2 separate regions of the Mus musculus genome follow, and region 1 is linked to region 2. A link is a contact called in public Hi-C data. All regions are on one chromosome and are shown on one strand. The core of a region is the stretch at or near the end of the contact, and the rest is flanking DNA. Distances in the headings are between cores, read along the strand shown.

Region 1 (7,055 bases), core at 1,221-3,720, 260 kb before region 2:
CCAAGAGCTTGGGATGGTGTTATATAAGTCAAAGGGAAACATACGTCTCTGCCAGAGTCAGAGGTCGAAGCCAAAGGCGACTAGAATGATCTCATCTTAGGAAGCACAACAGGTGTAAATCCTGGCACCTCTCGTTTACTTGGGCAAACATTGCCATGCAATGAAGCTGTGGGTGAGGGTTGCTTCCTACAGCAGGGTGCCCTGTGCACATGCCCATACACCTTCCAGCATTCCTGAGTTTGGGGATGCATGAAAAAAGTGGGTCGGAGGACCCAGCACCCTGCTACACAGCTAGAGAGACTAGGCATGCCTATCAGGGAGGTCAGTCAAGTGGCCGAGTTCTAGTCAGGGCTTTTCCTAAGATACAGCAGCTCCAGGCCGCTCTGTTCACTGCATGACAGAGGACAGGGGCAAGTTGCTATCATCTGAAGAGATAGGGGGCTTACGGCCAACAGAGTGGTGAAAGGACACTTAGTATTCCTTGAAGACATTCTTCAGGAGACCAACAAGGAAGTCCCTGCCAGTCAGCAATGGGAGCTGGCATTGTCTGGTGTGGTCCTTGTAAACTCGGCAGTTCTAGAGCGCAGACTGAGACCCTTTCTCCTCAAAACTCCCTCACTACCAAGACTCTTTCATCAAAGCTTTACTCTTGAGACAGAATTTCCCCACATGTGGAGAACATGTGAGGAAAGCAGCAGGCGAGCACGTCAGAGGGACAGAGCTCCCATCACTGGGCAGGAGGCTGGACCCCCAGCTGCCTCGGCCTTATCTTTCTGAGTGGCACAGGACACGTTATTTCATTGTCAAAAGAGAGTTGATCTCTGACAGGTCATCTCTATATTTAGGTATTGATTGGAATGTTGGCAGAACGTGACCTAGTTTAAAGCAAGCTATGATTTAAAAAAAAAAAAAAGCTATCTGATAAGCTATTTATGCTCTTGCCAGCTGGGAAACTTGTTTTTAAATTTTTTATTATTTCCTTCAGCGTGGCGGTGGTATGTTGCATAGTGTGGAGGCTCTAGTTTGAAGTTAGGTGTCTTACTCAGTCGTTCCCCCACCTCATTTGGTGAGACAGTGACTGTCCCTAACCCTGGAGCTTACGTGCTGGGTTGGACAAAGCCCCCTTCCTCCTTGGCTTTTGCAGCTCCTAAATTCCAATCCCCTGCCTCACTTTTTACACACTCAGGTCCTCCTGCCAGGACAGCAAGCACTTTATCAACTGAGCCCTCTCTTAGCCTCCAGGGAAATGTCAGTTTGGCCCTGGGGCTTACAGGAAATGGCTAGAGGGAGGATCTGCTGCCCCCATTCAGGGCTAGGATAAGGACTGCAAAGCTTGCAAGCTGTTCGAACAGTTCCCCAGCCACACTTTGCAAGTGAAGAGATACAGGCATTATTCACAAGGTGGGTTATAAAAGATGCCTTTTAGTTAAATTTAAAACCAAATATAACTTTTATTCAGAGTAACGAAAGGCTCACATTTTGAATTCACAAGACCTTGTTTGCAAAGCAGTTTTTCCTTGACCTTAAAATAAGAAGCGAGGCTAGACAGGTGGGTTTTGTGATTCCTGTTTAGCAAGCCTCCCTAGAGACAACTCAAGACCTCCTTCACCCTCCACAGGAAACCAAACACCTGCGCTGGGAAAGAACTACCTGTGGTCCACAGCGCAGGCCAGCATGGCCAGGAAAGGGGAGAGGCTTGGCAGCTCCGCGCCAGCTGAAAGCCCACTTTTGTTTGACCTACATCCCAATCACCCTCTATCTCTCCTCAGGAGGGAGAGGCTGCACCATGGAAGGTGTGGTTTTCCTCAAGGGTCCAGAGTAGTCCTATGGCTGCAGGAAGCCAGCCCTGGCCTCTTGGGCCCTGAGCTGGGGGAGGAAGAACTGCCTCCCCCACCCCAGTCGGGTTAGTTTGCGCTGGAATGCAACACTTTTCAAAGTGTCCGAGTGATAGGCACTTTCTAAGTATGTACAGCGATGGTCCGATAAGAAACCAGGCGTGGGGCTTTGCGGGTCAACGCCTCCAGCTCTATCGGTACAGCTTGCCTCTGCCCGGGCTGGGGATGGAGTGACGTCCCCCTTTACAAACTTCCTTATAGAATCTGCTTCCTGCCGAGGCCCCTGTTTTTCAATTTCTACTTCTGGAATTAGAAAAAAGAAAATAAGATTCCATCCACCACCCATCTCCCGCGCCTCCACCCTCAGTTTACACCACACCTAAACCCAGGTGACTCTGATGGCCGAGGGGACTTGGCGCGCAAGCGTCTCCATCTCTATCCCCACCGCCCCCAGCCCCCTCTCGCCTTGCTCAGCCCCACAATGCACCCTTGTACGGGGGGGATTTGGCTCAGGGATGGGGGGGCAATATTCGTCAGATATTTAAAACACAGCCGAGAGAACAAAGCCAGCCTTGTGAGGAGCGGCGGCCGGAGCCGGGAGCAGCGGGGCCGCGCACGCAGCTTGGCTGGGGCCTGGGCGCACGCGTGGCGCGCGGTCCCGCGCGGTTCCAAACTTGGTTCTCCCGCATTCCCCGCGCGCTCCCTGAGGCGGGCTGCAAGTGAGGCTGGATTTCATATGCTCGCCACAACATGTTTAATTGAAGAAAGAAAGGAGAAAGACAGAAACAGAAAGAGACAGAGACACACAGAGACAAAGAGACAGAGACAAAACCAGACACACACAGAGACAGACAGACACATACACACATAGCCAGAGACAGAGAAAGAGACACAGAGAGAGAGAGACAGAGAGACACTCACAGAGACTGAGAGAGACAGAGAGACAGACACAGTCAGACACACATACATAGAGAGAGAGGGGAGGGGGAGAGAGAACCATTTTCCATGTTTCTGTAGGAAGCATAGGTGATTAAAATAAAATGATAAACCAATTGGGAACTCAGGTTTTAAATGACGCAGACTAACAGGACACTTGGGTCAAAGCATTTGGGAAAGATATCTTCTTTGGATGCAAGAAGTGAAATCTTTTTGAGGGAACAGGCCCTTTTGTCTTGTTTAATCTGGATGACCACTCTTTCGGTTTCCTGTTTATTGTCACTTGGGATTTGGGAGCTATGATGGTTCTTGTCAGGGTTCAGGCTTTTGTTTGGGGCTGTGGGCTAGCCAGTGTTTGTTTGTTTGTTTGTTTGTTTGTTTTCTAAAAAGGCAAATAGAAGTAGTGTTTGCATGGAACAAAGATGAGATTGTGTCATGAGCTAAGGAATTCTCAAGGGAGGCAGGGTAGCAAATAAATTTTGTTGTTATTGAAGGTTGAAGAGCGTTCTCTCTCTCTTCTTTCTTTCTCTCTCTCTCTCTCTCTCTCTCTCTCTTTCTTTCTTTCTTTCTTTCTTTCTTTTCTCTCTTTCCTTTCCTTTCTTTCTTTCTTTCTTTCTTTCTTTTCTCTCTTTCCTTTTCTTTCTTCCTTCCTTCCTTTCTTTCTTTTCTTTCTTTCTTTCTTTCTTTCTTTCTTTCTTTCTTTCTTTCTTTCTTTCTTTCTTTCTTTCTTTGAGACAGAGTTTCTCTTTATAGCCCTGGCTGTCCTGAAACTCACTCTGTAGACCAGGCTGGCCTTGAACTCAGAAATCCGCCTGCCTCTGCCTCCCAAGTGCTGGGATTAAAGGCGTGCACCACCACCGCCTGGCTTGAAGAGTTCTCTTGAGTAGAGCTAAAAGAGACTTTGTAGGGGACATATGATGTGCAAAGCTCTGCTTTGCAATAACAAAGATGGTCTCTGTATGCAATGGAGAGACTTGCAGGAGCTGGAGAAAGCCAACGCCAGTCTTAGGAATGAGATTCTGTGCTTGACTTAGCCAGATGAGTGGGAAAGGTCGTCTCAAACAATCAGACGAGTCTGCAATGCAGCCTTCCAGGACAAGGCTCCAGGACCAAAGTCCATGGTGGTTAAATAGACAGCCCTTGCAAGGGCAAGTCTGAAGAAGAAGAAGAAGAAGAAGAAGAAGAAGAAGAAGAAGAAGAAGAAGAAGGAGGAGGAGGAGGAGGAGGAGGAGGAGGAGGAGGAAGAAGAGGAGGAGGAAGAGGAGGAGGAGGAGGAGGAAGAGGAGGAGGAAGAGGAGGAGGAGGAGGAGGAGGAAGAAGAATCGAAGAAGAAGAAGAAGGAATCAAAGGGTTACAACACGCTGTCTTCTGCCCACCCTTCCCTGCCTGTGTACACACACGAGGAATTTATGGTGCTCTCTTCTCCCTTCATAGCTCAATTGCCAGGTGGTCTGTCACAAGAAAGTAAAGAAATCTCCCCCACTCCCTGTTTCTGAGCACAGAGCGGAAAGCCTTGTGTATGGTAAGCGTCCACTCCGCTGCTGGGCTGCAGCCCCAGCAAAGGGATTTTTATGTGAGATCATCTTGGCAAGAAGCTCTTTTTACCATCCTTGACCTCCACATCTCCAGGGCAACTGCTGTGGGGACGTCATAGGCAGAAGATCATGACCCTTAGAGGCCACACTTCAGCAAGGACAGATAAACAGTTTTACTGCAATGGTCACGTCGCAGGCTCATTCTTAAATGTGGGCTGGTTAGGATGATGTAAATGGGTTTTTCCACTCTCTTCTACTTTCTGGCTCCAGAACCCTGGGTCTAGGCATAGTCTTGGGGTGTGAAGTAAGGCAACAGTGGGGTGGGACTTGAGAGAACCGCCTTCTTTTAGACCCAAAGTCTCCCAACGCATAGCCTGGTTTCTATTTCCCATTCTTACTCTTAGTCCGTCTGCCCCTCTCCCTTTTTTCTGCTGAGGTCATTTGTCTTTTATAGAAAGGAGGTTATTGTAGTCTCCAAGGTGGCAGCCATGCCACTTTCCTCATTGAACCTGGGTAAGCCGCGGCGATATGTTTGACCAAAAGTCTATGATTATTAGGGAGATTCTAGACCTCTTACAGCTTGGATCCAGCCTCACGAAATGCTCTTCTGGGCATCTGGCGCACAGATCTTTACCATGGCTCTAGCCTTAGGAGCCATTGAACTGCAATGGTAAATGCTCCCTAGAACTGGCTAGCCAAGCTGAGTCAGCTTAATCTCTGTGTGAAGGAGCCGAGTCTAGGGCAGTCAGTGTGCTATCCAGTGTTGGATAACTGAACAGGAACGAAATGGAGAGTGGAGCGTGAGTATCGTCCAATGTCTCAGGCACTCTGAAGAACTCCAATCTCTTAGCCTTCTGGCCCTTGTGTCCTTCAGTGTCACCCTTCTTTTTGGAACTGTGCCTTGGGCCCAGCCTCACGAAAGCCTTGCATGCTCACTGGCTGCTTCACGCACACTGGTCTCAACACACATCCTAGAGTCTTGCCTTGCTTGCTTCCTTCCCTCCTCTGTGTCCCCCTCAGTGTCCCCCTCAGTGTGGGGATCCCCAATGGGACCAGCATTTTCCTGGTGTCTGAATTGCTGGGCTTTTGATGTGAGAGATTTGATACCTGCTGATAGATGGTCTCTGCTTGGGTTTACCCAGGAGGCAGCCATACCATGAAACCTCAGTCTACGAGGTTTGCATATTCATTACTATGAGATAATTACTCATGGCAAGAGATGGGGGGCAGTAATAATCTGTTCAGATGTATCCCCAATAAAGCCACCTCAGGGATATTAAGGGATTCAAAACTGGGCAGGTAGGAGAAAACCTGATATGGCGAGCTCCAGCATGCATCTGTGGAGCTTACAGAGTCAGCTGAAAACACGTCCTGTGAAGCATCCCCTTTGACTGGCCATCTGTGGGAGTGTGTAGACCATGTTGGGGCGAGCGGTAAGGATACATGTTAACTTAGGTGGAATGCAGTGCCTGCCTAGGACTTCTGTGATCCCAGGCATGCTCAGAGTTTGGGGGGAGGGGTAGAGTAAAGGACCAGTAGACCATGGGCAGCTCAGGAAGGGTCCCTCGGTTCCTTCAGCAATCACCCTCCTGTGAGCCAGACTTGGCTGTAGAACAGGAAGATGTGGTGAGGAGTGAAGGCAGACAAAGATCCCGTTCTTGGGCAAACCACTTGGCATCCGGCACATCTCTCATTACACAGGCAGAGCTTGGCAGACAGCAGTATGGGAGGGATCGTAGCATCCCTTCATTACATCATCCTTTGACTTCAGTCAAGACCTAGAATAGAACTCCTTATGCTGTAAAGTGAGAATGAAGGTGGGCCCTAGATGGACCCAGCTCCATCACTATTGACTGTTTGACCCTGGGCATATTACTGCATCTCTGCAGTTCTCTAGTTTGGTTTTTTTTTTCCTGTCTCTGGCCAAACAGCACTTCAGGGTTGGAGGGGGGGTTCCAGAGGCTCAAACACTTAACCCACAACCTGGCAACTGAAAGTGCTTAGGAACCACCCCCTTCCCCCTTCTCACAAGGTGTAGAAGTCTCGTATCTGCCATACTCAACAGCTTGTGCTTCGGAAACATAAGAGATAATGGAAGAAGAGGAGGGCAGAGAATTTCGGTTAAGGGGCTCTCCGTCCTCAGGAAGCACTCCAGTTCTGCACCGATCCCACCTCAGCCTCTGCCTGTGACAGTCCTAGTGGCCACAGGAGAGCTGTGATTGGGAGCCCAGCGTCTGTCATTCTTCTTAGCTTCCCATAGCCATAGTTCTTTTACTTGAGGAAGACTGGGCAGATGGGAAGATGGTGTCACGAGGGAGACATGCTTCTGAGAGAGGTAGAAGCCCACCCATGAATGTTCATGGTCTTTGCCAAATAGCCCCCATGGTGAAGCCGTGTGCAAGGTGCAAGCCTTTCCCTCTGCACAGGAAAGCATGAGCTAGCACCCTGGGTCCTTTCCAAGCAACACACATATCCTTGTCACACCAGCATCCAGATGGTGCGCCAAGAGCCGCTCACTCTGGGTTGGAATTTATTCTCTGTTGAGGTGCTTGGATCTCTGTGGGGAGAGTCATTTTCTTGAGAAAGTGTTCACTTCACCTCATCTTCCAGGGGCCCATTTCCTGCTCAGCGGACTCCAGGTAAGTGAAGTCCCGGCCCCAGGACTGGGCTGGATTCCAAACCCTTGGTGTTTCCAACCCAGAGGGGGCCATGCTTGTTGTAAATCTTGCTTCTCCTTAAAGTAGTTCGA
Region 2 (7,378 bases), core at 3,599-6,098:
TCTTCTGGTAGGCTCTTCTGTAAACAAAGTCAGACTGATGCAGTTTCTATTCTGGATCATCTTGGTATGCGAAGCAGAGAGCAGTAATAAGCTGTAGCCTTCAGGGTAAGCAACAGAGCAAGCGTGCTCAGTGGGTTTGATGGATGGGAATGGAGGGAGTCCGACTATACCAGGGCAGCCGCCACCTCCCCTTCACTAAATCAGGGCAACTGTCTATCTTCACTCTGCTCTGTTCACTTTAAACACCAGCTGAGAGAAACTTATTGTAGTTTATCCCTCTGTCTCATGGTTGCCACAATATAATTTTCAAATGAAATTTCTAAGTGCAGACCACACACGCTATTTCAGTAGACCTAACATTGATTTATGCTAAGACTTGGGGGAAGGGAGACATGCTGAAGAAAGATGCTTTGCCAGCAGTTTTCTGCTGCCAGCCGTTGCCTGCTCTGCCTTAGAAGAGCGCAGATGCAGATGGAGTTTAGGGTCTCCATTACTGTTGCCTTCGGCCATCTGACAGATCATCTCTGCTACACCAAGTGAGCATGAAGGTCAGAATCATGATTCCTAAGACAGTTGTGGTGATGGAATATGAATTAAAGAGAACCCTGCTTGCTCAGCCATCTATTCTGAGAACATCAGAATGCAATTTGTTGGACAGATTCTATAATCTGCAGATGAAGGCAGTTATAGGGCTCAAGTTTATCCAGCGTTAACAAGCCCTAATAGTCTAGTTCAGCTCAGACATAACAAACGGAAATGGCTTTAAATTATCCTTCCCTAGAGACATGATTTCATAAGAGAACTAACTCTATATGTGCACAGAGAGATTTCCAATGTAAACACGTGGTGGAAGCTAAAAGCTGCAGTCAGGCTTCAAGCCTGGATATGCCAATGGCAGGGTATTTTATTTCAAAGACACCGGTTTCCTCCCCACGCAACAGTGTGCAAGCTTTTTCTGCTGACTACACTTTGAACTGTGGAATACACACACACACTTGCATATATGTGTAACTTTATAGTTTTCTTTCTAGCTAGGATATTAATAGATTTCACTTAGCCTTTCCATGCATAAATTTGACTGGGCCACAGATGCTTAAGGGATAGGGTTCCTTGTGGGAAGCACGGGGCTCACTCATCACCCAGGCTGTCTGAAATGTAGACTAGTCTCTGAGGGTTTGGAAAACACAAGGTGAACCATTTGGCTTTTCTACATCCATGCAGGGTATCAAGCAGCTTCTTCAGAATGGGAAAACATAGAGAAAAGAGAATTCCCTTAGCTTCCACACAGGACAAAACAGCCTAGCTCATTTGGCGGGGGCAGAGGTCTTGGGGTGGAGGTGGGGACTGGCTAGCTTTAAACAGACTAAGAGCAAGGCTTTACAATGGCAACTATCCAGTGTCCATGCAATCTACGTGCTGAGGCTTGCCTCCTGTTTTTATATGGCCCACCAGCTAAGAATGGTTTTAGTGATTTTTTTCTTAATTTGAACAAGGACAATAGAAAACATATTTGTGACATGTGGGGACTACATGAGATTCAAGTTCCCAGCCTTCATATTTCACAGAAACATAGCCATGCTTAACTGTTCACAGTCCGTGGCAGGCTATAATGGCAGAAGAGAGGAACTGCTTCGAAGACCATCTAATATACACAGTCTCTAGTATTTATCAGGACCTTTACAGAAAGGTTTGTTGACCTCTCGGATCTCTACTGTGAGACAGAGGCATTCTTCAGTTCCTAGTTTTGCTTGCCCGTGTGCTTACGCATTACACGTAGGGGAGCTCGGCCAGTTAAACAGTCCTCGTGTTTATCCAGAATCCACACATACGGAACCTTTGTAGGTTTCCCCACAGGCCATCGAGTCATGCGCGACCTATTTACACCCAAGATCACAAAGAACCACAAGTGAGAAACTTTTGATTTTTACTAACAATTTCCTGAGCTTGAAAATCTTGCGATCCTAGTCCCAGCAGTCACCAGTTGCAATCTCTGATTTAGGCCATTGCCCTAGTTAACTCTGAAATATGTCTTCATTTTTGCTACTTGCTACTTGCTACTGTGGCGGGCTTTAAGATAATTTCCCGAGCTTTACGCTGTATTTTATACATTTAAATAACTGTACCATCAGAACCTGTCACAGGAGGTGTATGAGATGCAGCGACAGTAATAGCTATGGCTTGTGTTTCAGGAAGGTCTTCACTGTCTTTTCACTCTGCCTCCCAGAGTGTGGGTCTGCAATGGTCACTCGGTACTTGCTGATTTTAACAGCATTCCTCACTTCTGCCTTGCCCTGTCAATTTTCAGAGCCTGGGCTGGACACTGAGTGATTCATTTATCTCACCCACTCTCCAGAAAGGAACACAGGTCAGAGAAACGACAAGGATGAGGTTTCCTAAAGTTCTGAAGTCCCTTCTCAATCCACAGATATCCTCAGGCCTAGATTCCTATGTAGTCTTTCTGTGTATTACAGTAAAGACCAAAGAAGGAAGAAGCAACTGTTCTGTACCCTACAAGGAGTTGACGACGTCACGTCAATAGCTGAGAGCCTGCCACTGTTCATAAGCCTGCTTTTTACAGCCAGATTTCTGCAACGCTCAGGACCTCCAGTCACTGTGTGGGAAGAGCTGATCCAGTTCCTCGCAATTACAGGAGTAGAAAGAATGTCACTAACAAAAAGTACTAAATTATTCATCCATGCATATAAACAAGGGCTTTGTGAACATGTATAGAATATTGTAAATGTGTCAGGTGAAATGCTATAAGCTAAGGACAACAGAAACCACACAGTGTGGTCTTTGTTCCTATGCTCATTCACTCCCAGTGAAGAGAAAACACTGTGAGTAACAGTTTATGGGCCCCAAACAGGGAAACGCACAGAAAGAGAGTGTCTGATCTTCAGGGGGTGGGTTGTGAAAACAGCTTTGTCCAGGAGGTGTCACCGAGTCTTGAACACAGGGTCTGCTTCGGGGCAAGAGGACTAGCCAGGTAGGAAAGGGTAAATTACAAGCAGGTGGATCATAGGCGCCACTCTGAGGAATACAAACGGCCTCAGTGTTTGGAGGAAGGTGATAAAGAAACAAGGCAAAGGAGAGGCCATTCAGAGAGACGCAGCTCAGGGTCCAGTGAGCATGCTCAAGAGTTTCAATTAAATCCTAGAGACAACTAAAAGACACCAAGGGAAGGATGGATGTCCCAGCATTAGGTCAGAATGGACACTTGGTCCTGGAACAATGGGGTAGGAGCTGTTCCAGAGAGGAACTGTCAAACCAGTCAGGTGAGAGATGCTCAGGGCATGAATGTGGACAAAGGGCAGGGCAGGAGGGTACCAAGAAGGGAAGCTTAGGGGAGTAGACAGGGCAGGGCCACTGAGGTGAGGAGTTAAGCTGATTTCTTGGCTTCTGGTTAGTGACTGGGTAGCTCTTGGGTTGAGTTGCCATGCACAGGAATAGAAGAATAGGGTGTTTTGTTTTGTTTTGTTTTGTTTTGTTTTGTTTTGTTTTGTTTTAAAACAATACAAAACTTTTTTAAAAAGACAGTGCCTTCCTGACTATATTTAGCTTAGGAAACCATATTAAATGAAGCTGTGCTTCAGGGTACCAAGGGAGAGGTTTTCTGTCTCTGCGGCTTTTAAATGTCATGTGTGAGATTACCATGTCAAAGCTGAAGCCACTGTAAGTATGTTTTGGATAGAGATGAGGTATAAATGAATAATAAGCAGAATGCTAATGTTTTTAGAGTCTGCTCTAGTCTCCAAACATACCCAAAGACAGACGCAGAATCTTTGCCAAACCCCTTTCTCGAGGCTTGAGGAGCTACTGAATTAGATCTCTAATATCAAACGTATCTCAAAAAGACAAGGCTGCTGTTTATCAACTGGATATTGTTTCATAATTTTCCCTTACTGTCCTTTACCTCTTGAAATGTGCAAGTTATAGACTAAGATGTAGAGTACAGTTAAATTGGGTTTGAATTTAAAAAAAAAAAAAAAGAAAGAAACAAGGGAATTTGTCTTTGTCAGAAAATGTGCAGAGCTGGCAAATGGCATGTTAAATAGGCCAAGTATAGAGAAACAGTTTTGGCATGTTCACATTCATTCGTGGAGCTTAGAGGCCAAGAATGGAATGGTGGTTATCTGTGCTGAGGCAGGGAGGGAGGGCAGGCGGGGAATGAGAGTCAGGGGTCCAGATCTTCAATTAAACAGGACGAATAACTTGCCTTTGAACTTTGGGTATGTTGTATTGTGTGGGTAATGACAGATTGCACAGGGTGACCATAATAATGCATTATAGGCATCAAAAAATGGGGGACTGGAGAGATGACTGTCAGCGAGTGCAAGCATGAGGAGCAGAGTTCAATGCCTAGAGCTCACAGAAAAAGCCAGGCATGGTATCGCGCGCATCTGTAATCCTGGTGCCCAGGCAGCACAGGCAGAAGGGTCTCTGGGGTTTTCGAGCCGGGGAGTCTAGCTGAATTGGTAAGTTCCAGGTGGAGGACAAGGCCTGACCAAGCGGCCCTTCTGTCTCTGCTAGTGCTTTTTCATTAGTGAATGTATCTCAGTCGCCACGGGATGTAAAAGCGCCTCTGTGCTACTATGAGACTTGTGTTCTTTCCACTTGACAGGTGTCCCTTCCACACTTCTGACAGAGGACCCCTCCTTATGAGAACTGCTATCACCGACCCCCACCCTTGTCTTCGTGCCACGGGGGCAGGGGAGTTCTCTTGGAGAGCCCAGAGAAGGCGCTTGTGCTTTCTGAGGTCCTGAGAAGCAGGTTGGCTGCCACGTGGCTAAAGTAGCAGCTGAGAACCAAACCAGCGGGCTGAGCCAGCAGGCAGAAGCGAAGGAAGCGCAGCAGAAAGGGGCAGAGCACTGAAAACCTGGCTGCAGCCCTTCCCCCACCTATACTAGGCAGGAAACTCCATTGCATCTGGCACCCAATTTTATCACTATTTATAAATTACTTTCAAACATTACTTAAGGATTGGGTCTACTGTTCTTTCAACCTGAGTTTCTAGGTTTTTAGGTATATGCAAAACATAGGAAGACTTCCTGCATTAATACTCAAAGACAAGTTCTAAGAATTTGCCAGTTACTCTAAGGATGACATCTGTGCTGTTTCCTGGTGAATCTTCTTGGATGTGGCACCATTTACCAACGGTCACCTGTAGCTTTAACTTCTCCTATCACGTTATTTATTGCTCCATGATTTATTTTTTGTTGTTGTTGTGCATTGCGATTTACTGAAATCCAGCCCCCTTCATTTTCTTTCTTTTCTTCTTTTCTCCTTAGATTCATCTTTGCTTCTAATACATCAATGACCACTGCCTTACCTTAACTTTGCCTTCTCAGATCATCTCAATGGCGAATCACCTCCTCTACATGAAAGTCTCTGCTTCCCATCTTCCATGAAGGGGTGGGTGTCAGCAAAACCAGAATGTGATTGACTCATAGAATCCTCTTTCCCCTCTCTACCCTATACAGATGAGACGGAGCAGGTGGACTCTATCCTCCAAATCTATGTGTCCATGTTGGCCTAATAATGGCTGCTTCCTCTGCCAAATCTGAGCTCTTAGAGAGCCAAGTTTCATGAACTCCTTTGGTCATCCCATATATGGAAGATAGAGGCTAGATAGAATAGGAGAGAATGGGAAACCGTTGTGTACTATTCCTGGACACTTATTCCATCAGTCTGAACCCAGTCATTTCTGGTAAAAGAAATGCTTAGTAAACACTATCATTTAGGTTGTACTGACTACTAGCTATCTTAGGGTTGATATTGCTGTGAGAGACCACCATAACTAAAGTAACTTGGGGAGGAAAGGAAGGAGGAACCTAGAGCCAGGAGCTGATGCAGAGGCCATGGAGGGGTGCTGCTTAGTAGCTTGCTCCCCAAGGCTTGCTCAGTCTGCTTTCTTATAGAACCCGGGACCACCAGCTCAGGGATAGCATCACCCACAATGGGCTGGTCCTTTCTCATCAATCACTAATTAAGAAAATGCCCTACAGGTTTGCCTATAGCCAAATGTTATGGAGGCATTTTTCTTAACAGATTACAGGTGACTTTAGCTTATATGAAGTTGACATAAAACTAGCCAGCACAATAGCTATGTGCCAAGCTCCTGGCAACATTAAAAACAAAATACATGTATTTGTGTGTGTGTGTGTGTGTGTGTGTGTGTGTGTGTGTGTGTGTGTGTATGTATGTGTATGACAACTCACAGTTAGCTACCTCCATCTACCTTGTAGATAGAGGGATCAAACTCGGGTTAGCATTCTTGGTGGCAAGGGTCTTTGCTTGCTTATTTGCTGAGCATCTTGCCAGCCTGGTATTTCTTCTCTCTCTCTCTCTCTCTCTCTCTCTCTCTCTCTCTCTCTCTCTCTCTCACCCTCCCTCCCTCCCTCCCTTCCTTCCTTCCTTTTGAATCTTTCAGCAGCCTTCTGTGTAGAAGAGCTTTATAAAGTTCTGTCTCAGCATCTCCACAGTAAATGAGCTCAGTGCCCTTTAGCATGCTCTACGGAGGTGATTCAAGGTGCACGCAGTGTAGACAGTATTTCCATGCTACTCTCTACTCTTCAACTTTACTATTTAGGAGGAGCAGACTTCCCAAAACTCTGACTTTCACATATAGACAGTGTCACAATCATATTCATAAAAGGGAGAAGAAGGCATAGAAAGAGGAAAGATTCTTGGAGCAACATCTGCAAGAAAATCTTTCTAATATGATGAGATTGTGGCACACAGTCATGTCATCATCAATAAGGCAGAAATAGAAATCGTTATTTAATATGGTTTTGGGGGTAGGATGGAAGCTATGGTTAAGTATGAAGACACATTTTGAGCTGGGTATGGTGGTTCATGCTTGTAATGAACTCAGGAGGTAGTGTAAAGCACTCAGGAGGTGGAAAAAAGATCATGAGTTCAAGGCCATCCTCCAACATAGTGAGTTTGAAGTTAGCCTGGGTTATGTGAGATCCTGTCTCAACAAAACAAAACAAACAAGACAAAACAGCAGTATGACACACTGTGAGATACCTACACAGCTTCTAGTATGAATCCACACATTCAGGGGATGGGCTTGGGGGTTTGGAAGCCAGTTCACACCACATTATCTGAGCTGATAAAAGATAGACATATAACCCAGGCTAGGGCAATAAGATCCTCCGAGGAATTTAGATGGGTCCACGCTAATTGACCCAGGCTGGGAAATGGAAGGAAGAACAGATGAACTTGGGTCCTTGGGATGTATCTATGTGCTTTGGCCAGCAGATAGGAAGAAAACAAGAAAGTAGATACAGAATCAAGTGGCTATTTGATGCCATGTGGTCTTGAGGTGAAGAGGCCACCCTGGCCGCTGCTAGAAAGTCCAGCTCTGGTCTCT

What was found. Hi-C and Micro-C count contacts between places; a contact is called where the count stands out from the background.
Region 1: a Hi-C map of regulatory T cells shows a contact between it and region 2, with 1.5 times the contacts expected there. The contact joins two enhancer-like sites. A contact is called at or near these places in 1 of 15 datasets of contacts at CTCF or cohesin (the NIH/3T3 cell line), 2 of 484 Hi-C or Micro-C datasets (the MNK3 cell line and regulatory T cells) and 3 of 115 datasets of contacts at active chromatin or transcription factors (astrocytes, embryonic midbrain and stem cell-derived neural progenitor cells).

The regions. Positions count from the first base shown.
Region 1 is chr12:79,961,001-79,968,055 of GRCm38.p6, reverse strand. No RefSeq gene overlaps it. Among named protein-coding and RNA genes, the nearest start is that of 4933435C09Rik, 28 kb to the right of the region's middle. Within about 2 kb of position 2,470, at least 136 of the 459 cell types and tissues checked have an H3K27ac peak or open chromatin away from gene starts, as enhancers often do. A contact at or near this core is called in regulatory T cells, where this site is marked.
Region 2 is chr12:79,701,226-79,708,603 of GRCm38.p6, reverse strand. All of the region lies in intron 8 of Rad51b (RAD51 paralog B), which reads right to left. Among named protein-coding and RNA genes, the nearest start is that of Gm36048, 94 kb to the left of the region's middle. Within about 2 kb of position 4,848, at least 3 of the 459 cell types and tissues checked have an H3K27ac peak or open chromatin away from gene starts, as enhancers often do. A contact at or near this core is called in regulatory T cells, where this site is marked.